Linked DNA regions of Mus musculus: region 1 is linked to region 2. The links are chromatin contacts, called in public HiCAR-type maps. All regions are on one chromosome and are shown on one strand. The core of a region is the stretch at or near the end of the contact, and the rest is flanking DNA. Distances in the headings are between cores, read along the strand shown.

What was found. HiCAR-type assays count read pairs that join an accessible place to other places.
Region 1: a HiCAR-type map of astrocytes shows a contact between it and region 2, with 2.0 times the contacts expected there. The contact joins two enhancer-like sites. A contact is called at or near these places in 1 of 39 promoter capture datasets (liver), 2 of 484 Hi-C or Micro-C datasets (CD8 T cells and muscle stem cells) and 2 of 115 datasets of contacts at active chromatin or transcription factors (T-cell acute lymphoblastic leukemia and astrocytes).

What each region holds. Positions count from the first base shown.
Region 1 is chr15:38,092,781-38,100,195 of GRCm38.p6, reverse strand. No RefSeq gene overlaps it. Among named protein-coding and RNA genes, the nearest start is that of Ubr5, 18 kb to the right of the region's middle. Within about 2 kb of position 3,750, at least 8 of the 459 cell types and tissues checked have an H3K27ac peak or open chromatin away from gene starts, as enhancers often do. A contact at or near this core is called in astrocytes, where this site is marked.
Region 2 is chr15:36,782,336-36,789,219 of GRCm38.p6, reverse strand. All of the region lies in intron 3 of Ywhaz (tyrosine 3-monooxygenase/tryptophan 5-monooxygenase activation protein, zeta polypeptide), which reads left to right. Among named protein-coding and RNA genes, the nearest start is that of Ywhaz, 8.8 kb to the left of the region's middle. Within about 2 kb of position 3,634, at least 38 of the 459 cell types and tissues checked have an H3K27ac peak or open chromatin away from gene starts, as enhancers often do. A contact at or near this core is called in astrocytes, where this site is marked.

The DNA of each region.
Region 1 (7,415 bases), core at 2,501-5,000, 1.3 Mb before region 2:
CAGCATTTGAACACAGTGCACAGACAAAGCCATCCCCCAACCGACATGAGGGAGAGCAACATAGGGAGTCACTGATGGAGCCTGGAGGGGCCATAGCTGTAGTTTCAGAGCAATCCTTATACCACCAGATTCTTTCAATATCCCCTAATACCACCACACCTAGAGCAAATAACTGTCAAAAGAGTCACCTGCTCGGTAGAAAAAGGAGTGGGATCAATCTGCAGAGCCAGACTATCCAGGATGAAGGGGACATTCACCATGAGTTAAAGGATATGCAAGGTTAGTAGGGTACATGGCAAGCCCCAAACGTCAGCATCCTCAACTCTCTCCTCATCTCTCATAGTCTTGCATTCACACTGCTTCTGCTAAGATTTTTAATGCCCTTGTTGGGTCTTAATGATGGCTGTAAAGCCACTGGGTTAATAGATTGTCTTCAGAGAGAATAAATGCTCTCTCCACTTCTATATACCCCTTAGATATGCTTCTCATTGAAAAAGGTCAAAAATCAAGCCTGTATCCTGGCAGTTTGTCTGTCAGCATCATCCCAGTACCACTGACTAGTAGGAGTCATACGGGACAAAAGTCAGGGGAATCTAGAGTTGAAGCAGTCTTGCCACTTTAGGGATGCAATCTTTTGATGGTTGGTTTTGTTGACTTGACACAATGTAAAATCACCTGAGAGGGAAGTCTAAATGAAGGATTATCAGCATCAGGTTGGCTTGTGGGCATGTTTGTGGGAAGCTATCTTGATTACATTAATTGTAGTTGAAAATCTGTCCACTTCGAGTGACAACATTCCTTAGAAAGGGACTCTCAGATTAAGAGAGAAGTGGGCAGAGTATAAACTTGCAAGCATTTTTTTCTGTTTCTTTCTTTCTTCTTCTTCTTCTTTTTTTTTTTTTAATTTATTTATTACATGTAAGTACACTGTAGCTGTCTTCAGACACACCAGAAGAGGGCATCAGATCTCGTCACAGATGGTTGTGAGCCACCATGTGGTTGCTGGGATTTGAACTCTGGACCTTCGGAAGAGCAGTCGGGTGCTCTTACCCACCGAGCCATCTCACCAGCCCTCTTTTTTTTTTTTTAAATTATTATTTTTTTTTCAAGACAGGGTTTCACTATGTAACTCTGGCTATATGGCAACTCACCATGTAGATTAGCCTGGCCTTGAACTCAGACTCTGCCTGCCTCTGCCTCCCCAGTGCTGGGATTAAAGGTGGCTACTATTTCTGGCATGTTTCTGTTCTTGACTGTGGATGTAACTAGTGACTCAAGTTCCTGCCACCCTGACTTTAAGTTGGTACTGTAAGCTAAATAAACTCTTCCTCCCTAAAGTTACTTTTGTTAGGGTGTTTTATCATAGCAAACAGGGGAAAAACTAAGATAAAAATCGTGCCCGAGTCCACCAACGCATACTTTACTCTCTGCATTTAGCCTCTTGGGTTTACATGTAATTGTGAAGAAAAGATAGCATACAGAGGAGGAAGAAATGAAGGACTGATACGTGTGTAACCCTTTCCTCATTGAAATTATGAAATTCCACTGGAAATGATGGCACACATATTTAACCCCAGCAGGAGGGTCTCTGTGGATATAAGGCTAACCTGGTCTACATACAGTTCTAGGACAGTCAGAGCTACATAATAGATATATTATCTAAACAAACAAATAATACAACAAAATTCTGAAATGCTGATTTCCTTACACTTGAGACCTTGAGTTCAGTCAGAGGGCAGGAGAGCCAACCTTTATTCCTTTGTTGATTTGACAGCCCTGGCCCTGTAGCCCTCTCCTCCTCAGGATTTGGGGGTGACATCACTCATAATGACAGGCATCATGTGTGTGTGCTCAAGGCTCACAGACGAGGCTAGGCCATAGTTCCTTACAGAGTATCTAAGATCTATTTTCTAGTCTGTAGGAACAGCCACTAATTAAAGCATTTGGTGCTATTTGTGAACCTACTATTTTTGGCTTTTAGGTCATTTCCCATCTGTAACCCTTGTCACCCACTTGTGATCATAAAGAACAAGGTCAGCATATCTGCTCTTGTCATTTCTCATCTAGTTATAAATATAATGTATCCATTCTGTTAGTTCTAGGAACCAGAAAAATCCTGAGTGGCTCTGGCCACAGTAAAGAATATAGACACTTACACATAAGTCAAACCATCTGCTGAATAAATAAATATCACCCAAGTGTTCTGTGACAACACTTTCACAACAAATCAAAGTATGGTTACCACTAAAGTCCAACTTGGTGAACTAATGAGTTTTATAGAGGTTACCTGCAGGAGTATGGATGAGGAATGACTTACAGGAGCAGAAATGACTCAAAGACAGCTGCATCACCAAAGCCCACCCCAGCATGGGTGACAGCTCACAAAAGCTGGGAACCTGAAGCATACTGCACAGCTAACAAGCAGCTCAACAGGTTGTAGAGTGTCCTTTCCAAGGGATTTAGTTGGTATAAATGTCTTCCACGTGGCTCAGCTGGTTTTTGCTTCTTCTAGGCAGCTGGTCTAGCCTCAGAGTCTTCTTTACAGCTTGGCTTGTCTGAACAAAAGCTCTCTCTCCAGGTTTATTGTTAATTTTTTGGGGGGGGGGGGCGGCTAGTGAATCTGGTCAGTTTCAGGAACTTCCTGAAGTTTTTTATTTTTTTAAACTTTCCGTCTTAAAGTCTTCCTTGCAAGATAGAACATTTCAATCTTAAAGAAACTAACACTTAACACCAAAGTTGAGGGTATGGTGATAATATGGCTGAGAATTTTAAATGTTAAGATGATTAGTAATAACAGTATCACCCATAGGGGCTGTTGAAAATTAAATTATTACATGAAGGTGTAACGTTACATGTTAATTATACAGATTTCTAGTCTACATGTTTATCTAGATATACATAGACTCTCTAGACTCTTCTGATTTAGAATCATAAGATTTGCCTAATAGCCAGTTTGCTGTGTGCCCGTGAGAAGTATTCACTCTCTGATATTGTTTCTTATTGTCTGTAAAGTGGAGGTGGTAATGTTACTTACCTTACATACATGGGTCCAGGAACGTTACAAATGTTTTGTTTGTTGGCTAGTTAGTCTCCTTCCTTCCTTCCTTCCTTCCTTCCTTCCTTCCTTCCTTCCTTCCTTCCTTCCTTCCTTCCCTTCTTCCCTCCCTCCCTTCCTCCCTCTCTTTCATCTACTTTTGAGACAGGTTCTTAAGTAATATAGGTTGACTGCAAACTGCTAAAAATGGCCTTGAGCTCCTGTTCCTCCTGGCTCTACCTCCTGAGAGCTGAGATTATAGGCATGGGCCAACATAGCAGGCTCGCAAAGCTTTGGTTGTGAGTATGATTCAGACGCTGATCTTTCATTATCAGGTAATTGGTACACAGTGATCACCGGGCAGCCCGTTCACAGGGTGCACACTACTACAACCCCAGGAGTGATAACAAGTTAAAGACATACATTGTTCAGAAAGGGCATCAATGTGGGGCCTGGGCACATATAGTTGTTAAAGCTATGACCCATAAAAGGCGCCAGGCTAGAACATTCTAGTCACAGATGTTGGCAGAATGAAATCTGTACAAAGCTGTATTGTAAGTATCTGGAAACCACTCTGGCAAACAGCTCTTCCCATGATTTCTAATGGATCGTAAGCCCAGGAAATCTGCATTCCTCGGTGGGTTTCATAGTAACAACCCTGGACTGAGAATCAGAAGCTGGCTTCAAGGCCCAATTGTGTTTTCTGACTGTGTGGTCACAGACAAGTCATTTATCATCGCTCGGCTGGAAAGAAGGAATGATCATCCCTTCTCTGCAGGACTCTAAGGAGACTAAAATATGTTTGTATATGTAATGTCATTGTGTAGCTTGCAAAGAACCGGGCAAATGCATGTATTAGCATTCCTCCCAGACACTGAGAGAGATGCAGCGGTGTAGTAACCCCTGTCCCCCATAAACAGTAGAAGCAGAAAGAGAAAGAAAGAAGGTAGCGGGATGAAGTTCACTTATACACCTGGGGAATTCATGACTTGGAATACCTAGCTTCTAAGTCGTATAGGGATGGCCAGGCTGGGCCTAACATCAACCCTCATGGCCATGTCTGTGTCTGGAAAACAGAGCAGTGAGGTAAGTCTGAGGGATTATTTCCCCTTCAGGAAGGAAGGTCAACAATGAGAGGGAGTCTGACAGAGAACTGAGGCCTCACAGGGTAAGCACGGGAAACTGGACAAGTGGCTGAGAGCTGTTCCCACAGGAAGCAGGACTTGCAGGTGACCAGATGAAGGTCTGCTTGGGCTGGTGGGTTGGGAGATTTCTGTAGCATAAACACTGGAGCAACCTAAAGCCATGCCCAGAGCTGCACTGTGCCCCCTGGCTCCCCACATAGCCAGAGGGCACCTTCAAAGCACACAGTGCCCCTGGCAGTGGTAAAGTGTTACGTTTGTGAAGTGGAGCTAAAAGGTATCCTGGGACAAAGATGTTACTTAACCCATACTAAGCTACCTATACCCCAAGCCCTATACTAGTTACCTAGAACAATTTAAAATAACCTTATTTAATTTTGTCTTTGTGTGTCTGAGTATATACACATCAGTGCAAGTGCTATCAGAAGCCAGTAGAGGACATCAGACCCCCTGTAGCCGGAGGTACATGTGGCTGTGACCTGCCTGTGCTGGGAGACAAACCCAGGCCTTCTACATGCACAGTACACACTTTTAACTGCTCAGCTATCTTTCCAGCTCAATTTACTATACAGTCTTACACCTAAATGGAAAATAAAAATGAGATAGCAGTTATTGACTATTCATTTTCTATGTGGAAAAACTCACTTGAGGCAGTATGAGCAACAACAGCACACTAGTAGGAAGCCCAAGGGTAGATATTAGAAGTCAGTTACTATAGAGAGACCAAGCACTCCAGCTCAAGTGTCTACACAAGGCAGCTGTCCTGATCAAGAGGATTTGTTGCTCACAAAAGCAGAGGTGCAGGCATGGGGCAGGCTGTGTCCTTGGTTTTACTCTAACTCAGGTGGTGAGACTATCTTCTTCCCATGGCCCAGGTCTGACCTCAACCTCTTTCTGAGATTGTCTAGCTTGAAAAGAACCTGTGAACCTGTGCAAAGGAAATGAAGGAAAGGCAGGGTCAGCCACTTAACATCTCTTACTTTCTGAGAATGCTGTAGAGCCTTTGTGTAAGCCTTAAAAGGTTTACAAGGTGTGTGTGTGTGTGTGTGTGTGTGTGTATGCTGGAGTGGAGAGGGTGGATAAAGAAAGACTTGAATTCCTTGTGGAAAGTACTGGCCTTACGCTGTTGGACGGAAAAGATGAGTATGTTGCTTGCGCTCTGACTCAGTCCTTCCCGTAAAGGGCTCTGAGCAGAGAAGGCACCGGCCTGTAAGGAACTGGATTTCAACGCAGGAGGAGAAAGGAGGGAAATATGAAGAGCTGTCTGTGAGGAGATTCTTCCCAGTCTTCTTCCATGAGTTCTCAGAGACACTGCTTCCGTCAAGCCCTGCCACCAGTCTTTCTCGTGTTGGCCATGCCTCTCGTGTGAGACCAACTTCCCATTTCATCCTGTGAGGCAGAACTTGACCTTTCTCTAACCCTCACCTATAAAACCTAGGCATATGAAATTGTTCCTGTCAGTCAAAAGTAGACTTGCCCTGGCTACACTCTATGCATTCTGCATTCTATTGCCTGTAGAGCACTTGTTTACACTTTATAGTACTTCTCATTATTAGAATAAATTACCAAGATTATTTCTTCTTCTCCTTCCTCCTCCTACAACCCCTCCTCCCCCCAACACTAAGTCCTTGAGAGCAGAGACACTACTGCCATTCTTTGTATCTCTAGCTTTTAGCTCATTGCCTGGCCCTCAGTGGGAGCTCTGCATTTGTCTAATGGATGCTTGGGCTTTGAAGAGACCGCATCAGTCTGTGGCATCCGCCAAGTTCTCTCATTTTACTTTTTCACCTCTAAGAGCCAGGTTGTATGGCTGGCAGCATGGCTCTGTGGGTAGATTTTTTTTTTTGAAAGGGAGGGGGGATTTTGTTTTTTTGTTTTTTTTTGTTTTTTAAAGATTTATTTATTATATGTAAGTACACTGTAGCTGTCTTCAGACACTCCAGAAGAAGGCGTCAGATCTTGTTACAGATGGTTGTGAGCCACCATGTGGTTGCTGGGATTTGAACTTCAGACCTTCGGAAGAGCAGTCGGGTGCTCTTACCCACTGAGCCATCTCACCAGCCCCCTCTGTGGGTAGATTGCTTGTGCAAACATAAGGTTGTGAGTTCAGATTCCCAGTACCTGGGTCAGGCCTTGTCAGCCCAGCACTGGGCTCAGAGACAGGTGGGTCCTGGGCACTTTCTGGTAGGCAGGCTAGCTGAAACACTGAATTCCAGATTTAGTGAGAGACTGTAGCTCAGAAAGTAAGGTAGAGGGGCCTGGAGAGATGGCTCAAAAGGCTCGAAAGTTAACAATCCACGCTGCTCTCGGGGATCTGATGCCCTCTTCTGACCTCTGGGTGCACACACACACACACACACACACACACACACACACACACACACACAGCTAAGTAGTTTTGGGATGGCTTACCAGGTTTGTAGGATCTAACCCTAGCTGCTCACGACAATCTCCTATGGACAGTGTTAAAAACACAGATCCCATAAAATGTTTTAAATATAAAAAAAAAAAAAAAAAAAAAAAAGAAAATAGATAAAAAAAAAAAAAAAAAAAAAAAAACACAGATCCCATCCATATCAGTGGAGTCACCAGCAGGGCGGGGCCCAGGAATACCTGGTACTGGTTCAAGGTCTTGGTGGCAGCTGCCAAGCCTGGTCTTGGGAATCTCCAGACTCGAAAGAAGCTACAGGGCAAGGACAACACGCACATTTCTCACTGCCAGCTTCCAGTGCCAGTATAACGCCAAGCACAGGGCACAGAAATGAGATGTTGTTACCTCATCTTGTAAGTCATTACCATGTCAGAGGGCACCTTCAGCTGCCAAGGCCTATCTGGAGAGCCCTCAAGAGCTTTGGAGTCCTAACCTGGAGAGGTGGATCTATCAGGGTGGCATGACCCAGCCATGCATCAGTGGGCAGTTTAACTCCCAAGCCTCAGATTCTTTTAAGGACGAGGGCATGGGATTAAATGACCCCTAGGATCCGATGGGTCCTGGCCATTCCTAAATGGCCACCACTTAATGTGTGCCTTTTGCCGGCTGACTTATAAGCACATTTTGTTGAGGTATCTGTAATCTCTCCCATCTACCTCTCACCATGGGGTTTGGAGTCCTGAGAGATGGGGCAGAAACTCTGATTGAAGACTTACACTCAAAGCCAAAACAAACAGAAAAGATAAATAAAACAGAAGGAAGCAAAATAAAACCCAAGGAGAAGATAGTTAGGCAAGTTACTAACGCC
Region 2 (6,884 bases), core at 2,385-4,884:
CCACACATGTGACTTAGAGAATTGTGAACAGGTTTTTGCCTCTAGTCTTGATCTTTTCAAAAGTACAGCTCTGGTTTATTACATATTAATGCTCAGATACCATTGAAAGGTTTCTTGAGAAAGAGGGCTATAGAATTAGGTCAGCAGTCCTGCTGGCATTCCAAGGCTTTGTTTTGCTTTTCAGCTTGAGAAGGCTCAGTAAATAAAGTGGGCTTCCTACCTGGCTTTTTCAAAGAAGCAGTGGTGACTCAAAATAGTTTTTATAAAATTCTTTCTTCCCTTTCTAGTGAAATAGAAGAGTAAAATTAGCCAAGACTTAACCTTAGTGGGGAAAATGCACCATTGTGCTTTATGAAATCTTGAGTGTGGTTCTTTCGCTGCTGTTGACCTATAGCATCAATGTGAGTAGAACTTAATTGTTCTAGTTGTTTGTATTAGCTGAGAAAAAATACTCTTGAACACCCCAGTCTAGCTATATGCCTCTATCAAGTGCTTAATGTGTATCATTTTAAAAGGAGACGTTTTCTTTCTTTTTCCTCTTGTTGGGAGTTGCAGTATTGACTGTGTAGACCAAACTCCCTTCATAAGTGAGAGGCCCCAGTCATTAGAGATATCTAATCATTGTTCATAAACCCAAAAAATACAGTCCCAAGTGGGGTAGTTCATGTAAGTCATAATACAATAGATTAATAATTACTAAAAACCTATTTCAGACTTTAAATATATTGTGATATGGAAAGCTGAGGGGCTGGGTTTTTTAATTTAAACTAGTTTTACAGTAAAAGAAAACTTGAGTTCAATTTAAAAGGAATAATGTGTGTGTTGCCCATGGAGTTGTTGTGGGGAGGAGTGAGGTGAAGCTCTTTGTGAGGTGCAGTTGTTACATATTTTATCTCTAGCCCTCAGAATTACTATTTATTAACTAGTGCAGGAACAAGATAAGAAACCAGGCAGCTTGCTTTTGTGTGCGTGTGTCAGTATGTGTCTTGGACTTAAAAAATTGCTATATAGTCTTTATGTTAGCTGAAAATAACTAAGTGGCTCCTATTCAGAGAAAAGACTTCACAGAAGAATATGGTCATTGGAACCTATTTTACTGCTTTCTAGATGAGTATATATGTGGCATTGTCATGTGTGGCTTTCAGTATTTTAGCATTGAAAGAACTAAGATGACCAAGTAGATTGAGTGCCGTCCAGGAAGAGTAGCAGGTAACTGTAAGTGTCTTTGGTAAGGTTTCTCATCTTATGAGACGGTACTCAGTGAGGAGTTTCATAGAGTTGAGAAGTCTGAGATGAGAATGAAGGGGGTGGGGGAATATGCTGAGGGGGAGGAGGTGGTGCTTGTTTGGGGTCCAGAATAGAAACACCCAACACTGCACATCACCTGCAAGCAATACCTAAGGTTACCTGTAAGACAGAGTGTGGGCATGTGCAGACAAGACTTGAGTGGGGCAGGGTGAATTCAGGTGAGAGCAGGATGAAAAGGACCACAGGAGCCTTACAGGCTGAGGAGAGGAGATGTGTCACTTCTGAACCGACAGCCCAGCCCTTCAACCTGTTCCAGAAAAGGCATTTATACGCCTTGAATTTAAATTCAGTCAGTAGGAAATCAACCATGTTGGGATAGAGGTTTTGTGTTTTGTTTTTTGTTTTTTTAAACATAAGCACATTGATTTATCGTTGCATGCGGTGATCATAGTTGGCTTTAAAGATTTATCTTTAACTAAAACAGATATGTGTCCAATTGCCTATTATTCATATGACATTCAGATCTTTGCTTTCACTGTACAGATGAGTTCAGAAATAATTTCCTTGCATATTCCATGTTTGTAAAGTGTATCTTCAATAAGATGGGAGTTTAAAATGAGAACTTAAATGTGTGATAGGCCATGTGTGATGGCATAAATTTGACAACAATAAAGCTATAAGAAAACAATAAAAGCCTGTGATTGCTTTTAGAAACAAGGGACATTGGAGTGGTTAGAAAATCTAGCTTGCCTCAGACATTGTATCTAAGTTTTGGGCATCAGTGTTTATCATGAAATCAGCTTAAACATTCTTCTCAATTAAGTAAAGTTTAATTTGACATATTAAATGAAGCTTTCTGTAAGAGCTGTTCTATCAGCCATTGTTGAATGTTAGTCAACAGAAAGCCTTTGTATATTTTTAAAAAAACACCACACACAACCAAAAACCCACTTTCAGTAATTTCCCCAAGAGCTGGGACTAGGAGGAGAAATGGGCAGGGCCAGATCTTGAATGTTAGAGGACTAAGAACTCTAAAAGTCACCAAAAACCTTTACAAAGAGGTGACACAAACTTTGTACGGAGTAGAGAAAACATAATAGTGGTTGTCTTAGAAGAACTTCAGATCTGGTGACTCATACCTTTCATCCCAAGCACTGAAGAGGCAGAGCCAGGCTGAGGTTAAGCCCAGCCAAGGCTACAGAGTGAAATCTTGGCTAGAAACAAAGCACTCCTCTCCCACCTGTACCCCCAATAAAGAGAGAATGGTGAAGAAACTATATTAGTTCTTTTTCTCATTGTAACTTTGGGAAGGGAAGGCTTATTTGGGTCCACCATTTTGAGTACAATCATTTGGGGTGACAGTAGTTCAAAGCAGCTGGTCCCGTTGTGTCTGTAGTCAGGCAGTAGGGATAAGCATTGATGTTCCATTCACTATCATCCCCACCCATGAGATGATGGTGCTGCTGACATTAGGGTGAATCTTGCCTTTGCAGTTAAACCTAGAATGCCCAGAGGTGTGTTCTGTTGCTGTGATAAAGCAACACTTAGGAAAGGTGTACACTGGATGCAGGAGCTGATACAGAGACCCTGGAAGGGAGCTGGCTGGCTCCAGGCTTGCTCGGCCCGCTTTCTTGTAGAACCATGTGCTCTCAACCATCCTAGTGCTGCCGCTACCCTTTAATACGGTTTCATGTTGTGGTCTCCAACTGTAAAACTATTTTTGATGCTACTTGGTAATTGTAATTTTGCTACTGTTACGAATTTTTCTGATGGGTCTTTGGTAATTCCTGTGGAGGGTTCCCAACCCACAGGTTGAACCACTTCTAATAGACAACTACCCACAATGAGCTAAGACCTCCCCCAAGAATCGATAATTAAGAAAATGCACTACAGCTGGATGTCAATCTAGGCTCCCTCCTTTCAGATAACTCTAGCTTGTGACAGTTTGCTATAAAACTAGCCAGAACAATTGACCGATCTCTTGTCAACTTGACACACATCACCGTTAAGCCTTAACCTTTTTCTTCCCCATGATCACATATGGGTATCAGTGTTTTGTTACAAACGTTTCAAAATTTAAGTTCCACAGCCTTTAAAAATTCAAACACTTGAAAGCTCAATCTCTTAAAATCCAAAGTCCTTGTAAAATTCCAAATTCTCTAAAAGTTCAAAGTTTCAACTGTGAGCTCCTGTAAAATCAAAAATAAATTGAATACTTTCTTAATTCAAGAGGGGAGGACCAGGACACAGTCACAATCAAACGGAATCCAAAGTTGTAAAGTATAAATAGATCAATGCCTACTATCTAGGATTCACTCACTGTCTTCTGGGCCCCTCCAAGAGTCTTGGGTCACTTCTACAGCTCTACCCTCTGCAGCACACACAGCATGTCTTCTAGGCTCAGTCTGGCTCCACTCCAAAGCTCCTGCTGTCTTTGTGGTCATCCCACAGTACTGGCATCTCCAAAATGCTGGGGTCTTCTGCTGAGACTGGCCTGTACTTTGACCAATGGCCTGTCATAGGCTCTCTTCAGTCCTGGGCCTTCAACTGCCACTGAACTATCTAGGTGACTGACTCTTAAACTACCAAGTTTCTCTGCCAGCTTATGCATGGTACAACCTTGGCTGCCCTGGAAACACAGCTTCCCAGGATACACTTCAGGAAATTTTACTTCAGTGATGTTGGTCTCTTAATTCATCATTGCTAATTTCTCATCTCTAGATAACTAGCATCTCTTGTTCCAGTAGAGAAAAAAGTTAAATGGTGCCTGATCTCTTGTTAGTCACAGCTGAGAGTTTTCTTCCCCAGCTTACCCAGACCACAGAATCTTAATTCAAAATAGCTGATATGCAGGGCTTTACTCTCTGGAACTTCATAAACTGGGCCTCCATGATCTGCATTTTTCTCAACACTTTTCTTCCAAGCTCCCACAGAGCAGCTCACCAAGCTTTGAACACTCAAGGGCTTTTCTCTTCAAAGTCCTTTCACAATTCTCCCCAAAACAATACCCCGCTATCCTGATACCAACTGCTGTCCTAATTAGGGTTACTATTTGTGTGATGAACACCATGACCAGAACAACTAAGGAAAGGTATTTATTTGACTTATACTCCTGTGTGCATTGAAGGAAGTCAGGGCAGGAACCTGGAGACAGGAGTTGATGAAAGCCATGGATGAGAGCTGGCTTGCCACTCCTAGCTTTCTCAGCATGCTTTCTTATCAGCACCACCCCCTGTGCTAGGCCCTCACCCTCACCCGTGAAAAATGCCGTACGTGCTTACCTGCAGCCTGATCTTATGGAGACATTTTCTTTAAGGAGATTACCTCATCTCAGATCACTAGCTTGTGTCAATTTGACAAAATATTTTTTTCTCCTTCAGCTCATTAATAATAATTTAGGGGACTTGAGAGATGGCTCAGTGGTTAAGAGCACTGGCTGCTCTTTCAGAGGATCCTGGTTCAATTTCCAGGACCCACATGGCAGCTCAAAATTGTAATTCCAGTTCCACTGATCTGAAACTCTTACACAGACGTAAATGCAGACAGAACACCAATAATGTACAAGGATTATGTAGAAATAATTTATATTTTTGCAGAATTGGATTTGACTTCTGGGGCATCTTTAAGTTGTGAGAGACTTTTTCTTGACTGTAATGAGAGCTTGTCTAGAAACAGCCATGACTGTATAATCTTGAGAGTACCAAGTAACAGACACTTTCTTTTGGCTCTAGGAAAAAGATGATCTTTGGCATATTCATGCTGAAGTGTGGGGTTTTCAGAGTCAAAATTAAGGATGTTCTAATGTCAACTAAGTTGGATCAGCATTAGTCCATAATCCATTGAACTTCTAGTAAGCTTAAGTTTGTTTAGGATGCTTGGGATTCCCTACTGTGTCTTCATCTTAGATCCCATAGCCTTCAGTACCATAACAGTTTCAAATGAAGGATAAATGGAGCTCATGTTTGTAGGGCTCCTAGAATAGCTGTCTCTGCTCAAGGCCAATTTGTTTTCTTGAAATAGCTTCTCCTGATCCTCTTGTGAAAACTACTGGTACCTTCAGTGCTGCCAGCTTACTGGTTCCACCTTTTTTCATTCATTTCCATAGATGTATACAGGACATTCCTGGGCAGTACCTAGTTATACCTTATTAAGGATAAATTTACTCTTAATTGTTCAACATGTTCTACACTTAAAAACTCACGTATGTGTACACACACACACACACCCATCTTTGAGAGTGGAGTTAGGATGAGTAGGATAATTTCCCACCCCTTTTAGAGCCCTGTGCTCAGGCTTGCTGTCAAACACCTTTGTCCCTCTGAGCCATCTAGCTGACCTCATATAAGTGTTTTGTTTTTTTAAGACAAGGTCTGGCTGTATGCCTGGCTGACCTCAGATTATTTTAGATATCAAGGCATGTGATACACTACACCCAGCTCTGTCTTGATGGCCAAAAATTATAATATCTCTTTAAAAAAAAAAGACTTAGTATTTTGTTTGTATAATGTCCTGCCTGTACCACATTTGTCTGTGCCAAAAGAAGCCAGATGAGGATATTGGATTTCCTGGGACTCCAGTTGTGAGCTACCATGTGGGCCGTGGGGGACAAGTCAGGTTCTCTGTAAAAACAAGTGCTCTGAGCCATCTCTCTCTAGCCATGAAAAGAGTTTTTTAGTGCTGTGGCTAGCTGGTCATTGACTTGGGCTTGATCTTTTCTCAACAGTTAAGAGCCACTCACTGGCTAATCTTCAAGAGGACTCAGGTAATGAAACTCAAGTACATTACTGTCATCTACATGGTAGCTCAGAACTCTCTGTAATTCCAGACCTAGAGGATCTGACACCTTTTCTTGGTCTCTGCTGGCACCAAGTGTACATGTGTACAACATGTAGGCAGGCAGAATATCTGTATGCAAAATAAATTTAAAGCTAATAAGAATCGTAGCTCAGTTTAAAGTGACATGCTTGGATCCCAGTCAACCCAGAGGCCAGTTGTTTTGGCAGAATAAACAACTTTAGTTACAGTTAAGGATTCACATACTTGGAACCATGCTCTTTTTCCGTAATGGCTCTCCTTCCAGTTGTCCTTAGCTCTCATCTGAGAGCATTATCATCAGACTCTTTAATCATATCACAAAGATAATGATATGCCCCACAGAGGACATTTCTGTGTGGATTTTTATGGTAAGGAGTGAAAGTTAGGATAGTTGCGCAGACTTAACGGCCCTATAGTTAATATTTATTGAGTGACTGCCCATTATTTTGTAAACCCTGTGTCATAGAAAAGAAGATATAAAAATCTTCTGCTTCTAAGTCTCAACTAGAGAGGAAAATGACTTGTACACAAATAGAAGTAAGGCAGGGGAAGCTGCTTCAACATTTTTTTAAAGATTTGATGGGGGAAGAGCTGGGAATTTACAGACTAATGTGTGCAGGTTATAAACACTGTTAAAGTGTTGGGTTGAGGATGCGGCTCATTTGATGAAAGAAATGCACTTGGGTACCACCCTCAGCCCCAGCATAAAGGGCATAGTAGCTGTAATCCTGGCATGGACCTCTGTGGGTGATGGCTGAAGGGCCAGAAGTTGGACAGCCTGTGTCTTGGAGCTAGTTTCAAGGCTAGAGCCTGGGACAAAG